2 separate regions of the Mustela erminea genome follow, and region 2 is linked to region 1. A link is a contact called in public Hi-C data. All regions are on one chromosome and are shown on one strand. Each heading gives the region's core, a stretch centred on a gene start, on an enhancer-like site or on the middle of the called end of the contact. The rest is flanking DNA. Distances are from core to core; before and after follow the strand shown. Region 1 overlaps IGF1R (insulin-like growth factor 1 receptor). Region 2 has its middle 31 kb from the start of SYNM.

Region 1 (4,083 bases), core at 238-2,737:
TTTTACAGATCTTGGTATTCTGACTCGCAGCCTTCTTAGTGTGGCCAAAGATGTTTGTTTCTGTGCTTGGGGTGGGGTGGGGGGGCGTCTGATGGGATGTAGACCGACTGAGGTAGGTTGAAAGCGGTCAGTCATTTCCGTGAGGATATCTGTATGTTATCTGTGTTGATCTTCTGGATGCCTGTTGTACACTATATGCAGAGGTGTTTTACGGATGGCTCCAGGCTTTGGGTTGTCTTACCTCTGATTTATCAACCACCACCCACCTCCCCATCTGCTCTGATGAAGGGCAGGAAGGATGTGGAAGCAGAGGAAAGCGAGAGTGCTGGAGACTGGCACGGTGCACAGAAGATGACCCCGGGGCGGGGGTTGGAGCATCGTTTTTGCAAATCCAAAGATCAGGGTCTGAGTGACATCTCCGCCACTTACTAAATAAAGCAACAACGCTAGACAACATATTTATTTGGCTTCTCCCAGCCCAGGAGCAGTGGTAGTGGAAGGCTAGGAGTCCAGAAGATGGGGTTAGGAAGGGATATCCCAACCCCCTCACCTCACTCCCCTTCAGTCCTTACTGACAAACCGGAAAAAAAAAAAAAAAAAAAAAAAAAAAGATCTGCAAATAACACAACTGATGACTCCCTTTCGCTTCTCAGAGGAGAAAGCATGGACTCTTTCCGGCTGTCTCTAGGGGGCATCAGAAGCCAGCACACAGGGCTCTCTCCAGCATCCTAGCAATCTGCAACAGATCCAGGATTTGGCTTTTTCGCAGATGCTCACACCACGTCCAATCTCCTTCAAATCCAATATTTACACCAGCCTTGGGGGTTCGGCAAGGCTGGGGATTTATATTCAAGTGGCACCGGGTACCAAAGAGAAACTCAGAAAATGTTTCCTCTTTGAGGGTTTTCCAAATAGCTTAACCGAAGTATAATTTACCTAGTAAAAATTGTACCCACCCTAAGGATACAGAGCCATGAGCTTTAGTAAATACATCCAGCTGTCCCATCAGCACCACTATGCAGTTTCTGAACATTTCCACGATGGCAAGGTTCCCTCGCTGCCCATGGTGGTCAGGCTCTACTCCTGCCCCCAGCCCTCGCCAATCTGCTTTCTGTCTCCGTAGTCCTGCTTTTGCTAGAAACTAATGGAATCATACTATGTGCAGCCTTTTGCATTGGCTTTTTTCCATTTAGCTTAATGTTTCTGAGGTTCACCTGTGCTGTTACATCATTGTCATAGTACTATTCCATTGTACCACATTCTGTTGATCCATTCATCTGTTGAGGGATATCTGGATTGTTTCCTGTGGGTTTTTTTTGGGGGGGGGGGAGCAGGAGGGGGCTCGAGTGAATAATATTGTTATGAACATTCACATTCAAGTCTTGCGTGGGCATGTTTTCATTTCTCTTGGGAAGATATTGGGTAGAGCCTGGAAATGCTGAGTCACATGGTTGAGTCTTTTTAAAAGTCCCAGGGAAGTATTAACACACAGCTCTGTTGCAACATAATCTTAGAGTTGCAGGAAGGTAGAATGAAGCACCAAGTGTTGCAAAGTCAAGGGCTGCGGTCATAAGTGTAGAGATGCCCAAATGTACCCAAGAATTTCAAGTCTTAGAACCCTATTACCTTTATCTGCTTTTAGGCTTTTGGGGCAATGATCCTTGGTGGTACCAAAGAATCCGAAATTTTACCTCTTTCTTTATCTAATGCCCTAAGAAGGGTTCACTTCAAGGTTGTTCACCTCAAGGAACTGTCCAGATAACAGAAATATCCGGTTTTCTATTTGAGGGCTTAAAAATGAGTCATTTTCTAGAAATCTTATACATGTGTATTACAAAATCCACTTCCTCCCTAAACAGCAGAAAAACCTGGATTTTCTTAATGTCTAAGGTTATTACTCTAGAAACACATTACATTACACAGACTGAGTGACATCCTCTAGGGAACCCAGATGTCTTAGTTCTTTTTTTTTTTTTTTTAAGATTTTATTTCTTTATTTGACAGAGTTCACAAGTAGGCAGAGAGGCAGGCAGAGAGAGAGGAGGAAGCAGGTTCCCTGCTGAGCAGAAAGCCCGATGCGGGGCTCGATCCCAGGACCCTGGGATTGTGACCTGAGCCGAAGGCAGAGGCTTTAACCCACTGAGCCACCCAGGCGCCCCTGGATGTCTTAGTTCTTATGGACAAACTGATTACCGCCTGATGCCGTCTAGGGCCCATTCTCCAGCCACCGGAACGTTGGAACGTGATTCTGCCTACCTCTTTCACCACCCTGGAAATTCGATTACAAAGTCGGCTTGCTCTGGATATAGACTAGAGCTCTACTCTAGCTATAGTGCTTGAACGTCATGCTCTGGACATGACTCAGGGGTCTGGGCTGCCCAGGGGACTTGGAGGCAGGTCCCAGTTCCCGTTTGAAAAGCCATGGTGGTCAGATGCCAAGGAACCCAGCACTTTGAATTCCCCATCAAACAAAATGCTCTAAGACTTCCATCCTACTGAACCAAATGGAGACACTTACTTACGTTTTCATTGCCTGTAGAAGATCAAGAAAAACAGTATATAAAGGCAATAGTGTGACAATTAAATATCTAGGAAAAAAGGGAAAGAGCTTTGGGGATTCACATACAAGAAGAAGAAATAATGGGACACAGCAGTGGTATTTAATCTTGGCTACACAGTGAAACTACTTCGGATTTTTAAGAAAAATCAGTGATGCCTGGATCCTGCCCCCAGACATTCTGACTGAACTGGGAGTGCATTTTGGGTTATTGGGACTTTTTTTTTTTTTTAACCTGGCCCCACCCAAGATGGTTCTAACTTCAGAGTCTGGGAACCACTGGGATAAAAGTTATCTTGGCTTAAACCAAAGACGCACAGAAATGAAATGTCCAGGTGGCTTTGCTAACACTCCTGCAGCTCAAAGCCTTGACCGCATTCCACTGCCTACCTAAATTATAACCTCCACACCCGGGTGCATAACACCTTACGTAATTCTAATACCACTTACCTCTCCAGCATTATTTGCCAAACAGGTCCCAGGATGCCCCAACTCGCTGATTTTGCTCTTATTGCCCTATCCTGAACTGCCTTCTTCACCCTACGCTTTCTGAGTGCTTCTGGAAACCCTTCAAGGCCCATCTCAAATGCTACCTCTTCTTGAAAGCCTGTGGGGTTTTTTTTTTTTGGTTTGTTTGTTTTGTTTTTTTAAGATTTTATTTATTTGACAGAGAGAGAGAGGGAGAAATCACAAGTAGGCAGAGAGGCAGGCAGAGAGAGAGAGAGAGAGGAGGAAGCAGGCTCCCCACTGAGCAGAGAGCCCGATTCGGGGCTCAATCCCAGGACCCTGAGATCATGACCTGAGTGAGCCGAAGGCAGAGGCTTAACCCACTGAGCCACCCAGGCGCCCCCTGTGGGATCTTCTTAATCAGATTCTCTGCCTCTCTTCATGCCCATGGCACATTCCTTTTCTTTCCTTCGTAGCTCCCTGCAAGTTCTGCTTTGCATTGTTGTTGGCCTGAATCTATCTTATTCCTTTCTTCTCTGCTTCTCTCTGACTTTTCCCTCCTTAAAGGAGTGAGGAGAGCTGGTCAAGGGCTGGGACTTAGTGTCTTTCCTGAGTCTGAGGATGCACAATAAAGAATGGAGTTGTTGCTACTGGTCACCTCCGATCCAAAGAACTGTGGGGTGTCTGTCACAAGTGAGAATGGCCTTTACCTCTTTTAATCCTGGGTAAGGAAGGGAGGTGGGAGAACCCAACTCCCATCCAGACAAGCAAGATTCTTCAGCACCCCAGCTAAACATAGAACATGTGGGAGGGATAGGCTGGCAGGACAGTATCCTCAGAGCTGCAGGGCCCTGATCAGCAGCAGAGTATGAAAACCTAAGGCCCATTTGCCCTCCCTGGTCATCTAAAATGTTCATGGCAGGGCAGGGGCCTGGAGTGTACTTGAGCTTGGAGAAGTTCAAAACACCTGAGCAATGGCAAGCATCCTTAAAGTGTTCCCAATTGGGACATCCGGTTTTATTCAAGCTTCAGATGATGAGAAATGTATCTTAAATATCCGTGCAAATAAAAGTCCAGTC
Region 2 (3,858 bases), core at 1,262-3,761, 380 kb after region 1:
TGAGAAAATCAAAGTGAGCATCTTCTCCTTCCTTAGGGACTTCTCGTCTACCAGGTTATTCATCATCTCTATTGGGCAACCCCTCAGGAGGAGTGGCTCTGGTTAGCTTAGCAGGGAAGGGTAGCTCTTGGAATCGCTGGGAAGACTGGAGAAGAAGGCGTGGAGGTTGGGCGGGAACAAAAGAAGCGAGGCAGAAGCAAGACGGAGCCAAGATCATGACAGACAGACCTCCCCTGGGCACTGCCACTATTCCCAGCGGACAACCCCTGCTATCGTCAGCTGCCCCTGCAGGAAACAGATTCTGTCCTGTCCCTTTGTCTTGGATTCTCTGCCCAAGAGTCAAAGCCTCAGATAGGATCGGCTGGCTCACCCCAAGTGACGTGCCTAGTGGTGTGCTGGTAAGTGTTAGCAACCTGCTCTCCAGTGGGAAAATCTGTGATCTGTAGCAGTTTGCTCATTTCTATGGTGTAAACATTCCCCCCAAACCGATTTTTATCTGCCAATCATTTAACACCCACTTCAAAAGATGCCTGAGAATTTAAGAATTGTTTTTGGTAGGTGGGCCAGTCTTACTCTAGAACACGCCTGTGTGTTGAGGTTCCGATGGTGGGGAAACCGCCTGGACAGGAAGAGGGTGGGATGCGAGGCAGACCAAAAGAAAACAGTGCATATGACATCCCAGAGCAATGCAGGGCGCTACCTCCATGGCAGGACCCAATGCATAGATTAGTGGCCATCCCTTCTATGGTTAACAGAAGCTTTTAGAGTAACACCCAAAGGAAAGTAAATGATGGGATTTAAGAAGGTAGAGATGTTCTAAGACAGAGATGGGTGGTAGGGGAGATGTTCAAATCGGCTTCCTTCAGATCTCCAACAGCGCCTCTGCTGGTCCTTGTATGGTCCCCCATGGTCCTCCATTAACAAAGACCCAGCCCTGAATTAGCCAATAAGGAGTCAAGAGGCAGGCAAGCCTTCATCAAGAGAGGTTTACCCCTTTCACCAGGTCTCAAGTCCAGGGGCAAGAACAATCACAAACATGGCTACTGGGGTGGACAAAGAGCTCCTTAAGTGTGCCAGGCACTGTGCTAACCTTAGTCCTTGGTCTAGGTGGTTTTTGTAAGGAGAGATCACTAATAAACAATTCCACTGGAATTTGATCTCTTATCTTCAAGATTTTCTGAGCAGCTGTCAGACACCTGCCCACTTGGGTCCCCTTTATAGCATGGGACACATGCCAGGCACTCCATGTGGTCCCTTTGAAGCCCCTCTCTCTCATGAGTGGGGGTGTCAGTACTCTTGGCTCAGTCCTGCCCAAAGAGATGCTCTTTATAAGTGGTCTCTCATATCCAACAACTCAGTTTTTGTATACCCTCAGGTTGATCCTGGTTTCAAGAGTCCTACAACTGGTTTTAGGCTCATTGCTTTGGAATGCAGCCTCTCTGGGCCTTGGTACCTCAGTTGGAAGTTCCAATTTAGCATCTTGCAAGGATTTACCAATCGAGTGGTAATTACAGGGATCTTGGCCTGATGATAATTTACTAAATTGTACACTTAGGACTTTGGTATCTTTCTTTACATGAGTCTATAAAAATACAGACCAAAACCATTAAAAAATGTATACATTTACTACCACATGAGAGGTGGAAAGCACCGGTAGAAAAGGAAATGGGTTGGTTCTTGGACAAATAGTGCAAGAAATGTCAATGCTAGTTTTAATCATCATCTGATATTGTAAGGGATTAGCCAAGTACTTGTATTATGCAGGGGGTGGGAGGAGGGGGGTGCTGTTGTGAGTCTGAGGGCACACCCCAAGGACAGGGAGCCTATGACACTGGCTGGTAGGGAGGGAAGATAAAATGAAGTCATACTTCGAATGCTCCTGTTCTCCTTTTTCACCAAAGTGGGAAGAACTATTGAAAAGTCCCCTTAGGACACCTCGGTGGCTCAGTGGGTTAAGCCTCTGTCTTCGGCTCAGGTCATGGTCTCAGGATCCTGGGATTGAGCCCCACGTCGTGTTCTCCCGAGAAGCAGGGAGCCTGCTTCTCCCTCTCTCCCTGACTGCTTCTCTGCCTACTTGTGACCTCTCTCTGTGTGTCAAATAAATAAATAAAATCTTTAAAAAAAAAAAAGAAAAAGGAAAAAGAGAAGTCCCCCTTATAGAGGCTGTGTTTCACCTGGCCCTCCACCTCTTCTTCTGTCTCCTGGCATCTTGGAGGGGAAGGTCAGTCATCAACCATTAGCCATGGTCTGTGCACTTCTGCTGAGAGCCTGTCTCTTCTCTGAATCTCGTCTGCATCAGTCAGTTTGGGACAGGTCCTGCGGCAGTAACAAACAACCCCCAAGTCTCCATGGCTTCAAATAGCAAGAATTTATTGCTGGATCATGCCAAGTGCCCATTGTAGGGGGACTGGAGACTCTGCCCTGAGTCATCCTCACTCCAGGTCATAGGTTGACAGAAGAACCATGAGCCAGAACATAGCCAGCTGCAGAGCAGAGGGCAAGAGAACTTGGCAAACGGTGCTCTGACTCACAGCTGCTGCCTGGAAGTGACACACGTTGCTTTCTCTCATATTTTACGGGCCAAAGCAAGTCACACAGCTAACTGTGTCACGTGGTAAGTCACATGACCGACTCCAATCCTATCATTTCTCTAAGGGGAAAAAGAGTGGGTAATAGTTGATAAATACCACTAAGGACTAATCCAAGAGCCCTTCTTCAAGCCCTTACTTAAAAAAAAAAAAAAGATAAATTTTCTGAATACTCAAAAACAGAGAGATTAGTACAGTGAATTCCCATGTCTACATTCTGGAAGACATTTTCTTCAACTGCACTGTTATGATAACAGGATCACTGTGCTAAACCCCACAGAAACCAGGTCTCATCCAGTGTGCATGGTAAGCTTTATTATTTGTTCCATTTTACAGATGAAGAAATGGCAACTCAGGAGTTAAGTGACTTGGCCAAGGACACACAGCCAGGGAAGACAGAGCTGATGCCACCCTCACCCCTAGTAGGGCTGCTGGAGGGCACTGCAGCACAGGGGGGAAGAGAACTTAAATGGAAGCCATGTCGGGGAGGGGGGCATATCTATCTTAATGAAGGCCTAGCTGCTGTGCAAACTTAGCTTTCTTGCCAGCCTGCTTTGCTCTGAACAGGGGGCTTAACCATCGGAGGCTAAAGGAGGAGGCAAAAGACAAGAAATCAGAAGGGTCCTGTTTCCCAGGAAGGCATAGCCATGAAATGGGATGGTGTGGGCCCATGGACATCCATTTAACTATTGACTCTTCTGTGCATTCATCCAATAGATATTTACTGAGTACTGCTCTGGACCAGACATGGGAAGACAAAGACAAAAGAGCCAGCCTAGACCTGTACCCTCCAGAGGAGAATCCTGCCTCCTCCAGCTGGTTGACTGGATTTTCTCAAATCCTCCTTGGAGCCTCAGTTTCCTAATCTGTGCAAATGGGCATAATGACAGCTTCAATGTAACAAGACCATGTGAAGATTAAATGAGCTCATACACAGAGATAAATGGGACCCATTAGCCTCTCCCATGACAGTGGTGGGGGGGGGGATAACACTCAAAATATCAAGTAACCCAGAAGGTATAGGTACCGTCTAATCAGAAGAGATCTCTTACTGAACAGAACTGGGTTGGCCTGTGTGCTGAATATTGGCTTTGGTGTTGCCGTGTCTTCATAAACAGATGCTTAGAGAGCGCCAGTTGCAGGTGCACCATGATCTAATGAAGGAAATTTGCCCAGAGTCAGCTGACCTCTTGACCCCTGCTGGCTGAGGCCCATCTGTGTGTCCTGGTCACCAGGGGCTAGCAAGCATGTGTGGGGAGACCTCACCTCT

Evidence for each region. Hi-C and Micro-C count contacts between places; a contact is called where the count stands out from the background.
Region 2: a Hi-C map of spleen shows a contact between it and region 1, with 4 times the contacts expected there. The contact joins two enhancer-like sites. A contact is called at or near these places in 2 of 3 Hi-C or Micro-C datasets (fibroblasts and spleen).

Annotation. Positions count from the first base shown.
Region 1 is chr5:18,029,149-18,033,231 of mMusErm1.Pri, forward strand. All of the region lies in intron 5 of IGF1R (insulin-like growth factor 1 receptor), which reads right to left. Among named protein-coding and RNA genes, the nearest start is that of PGPEP1L, 64 kb to the left of the region's middle. Within about 2 kb of position 1,488, the one cell type or tissue checked has open chromatin away from gene starts, as enhancers often do. A contact at or near this core is called in fibroblasts, where this site is marked.
Region 2 is chr5:18,409,125-18,412,982 of mMusErm1.Pri, forward strand. No RefSeq gene overlaps it. Among named protein-coding and RNA genes, the nearest start is that of SYNM, 31 kb to the right of the region's middle. Within about 2 kb of position 2,512, the one cell type or tissue checked has open chromatin away from gene starts, as enhancers often do. A contact at or near this core is called in fibroblasts, where this site is marked.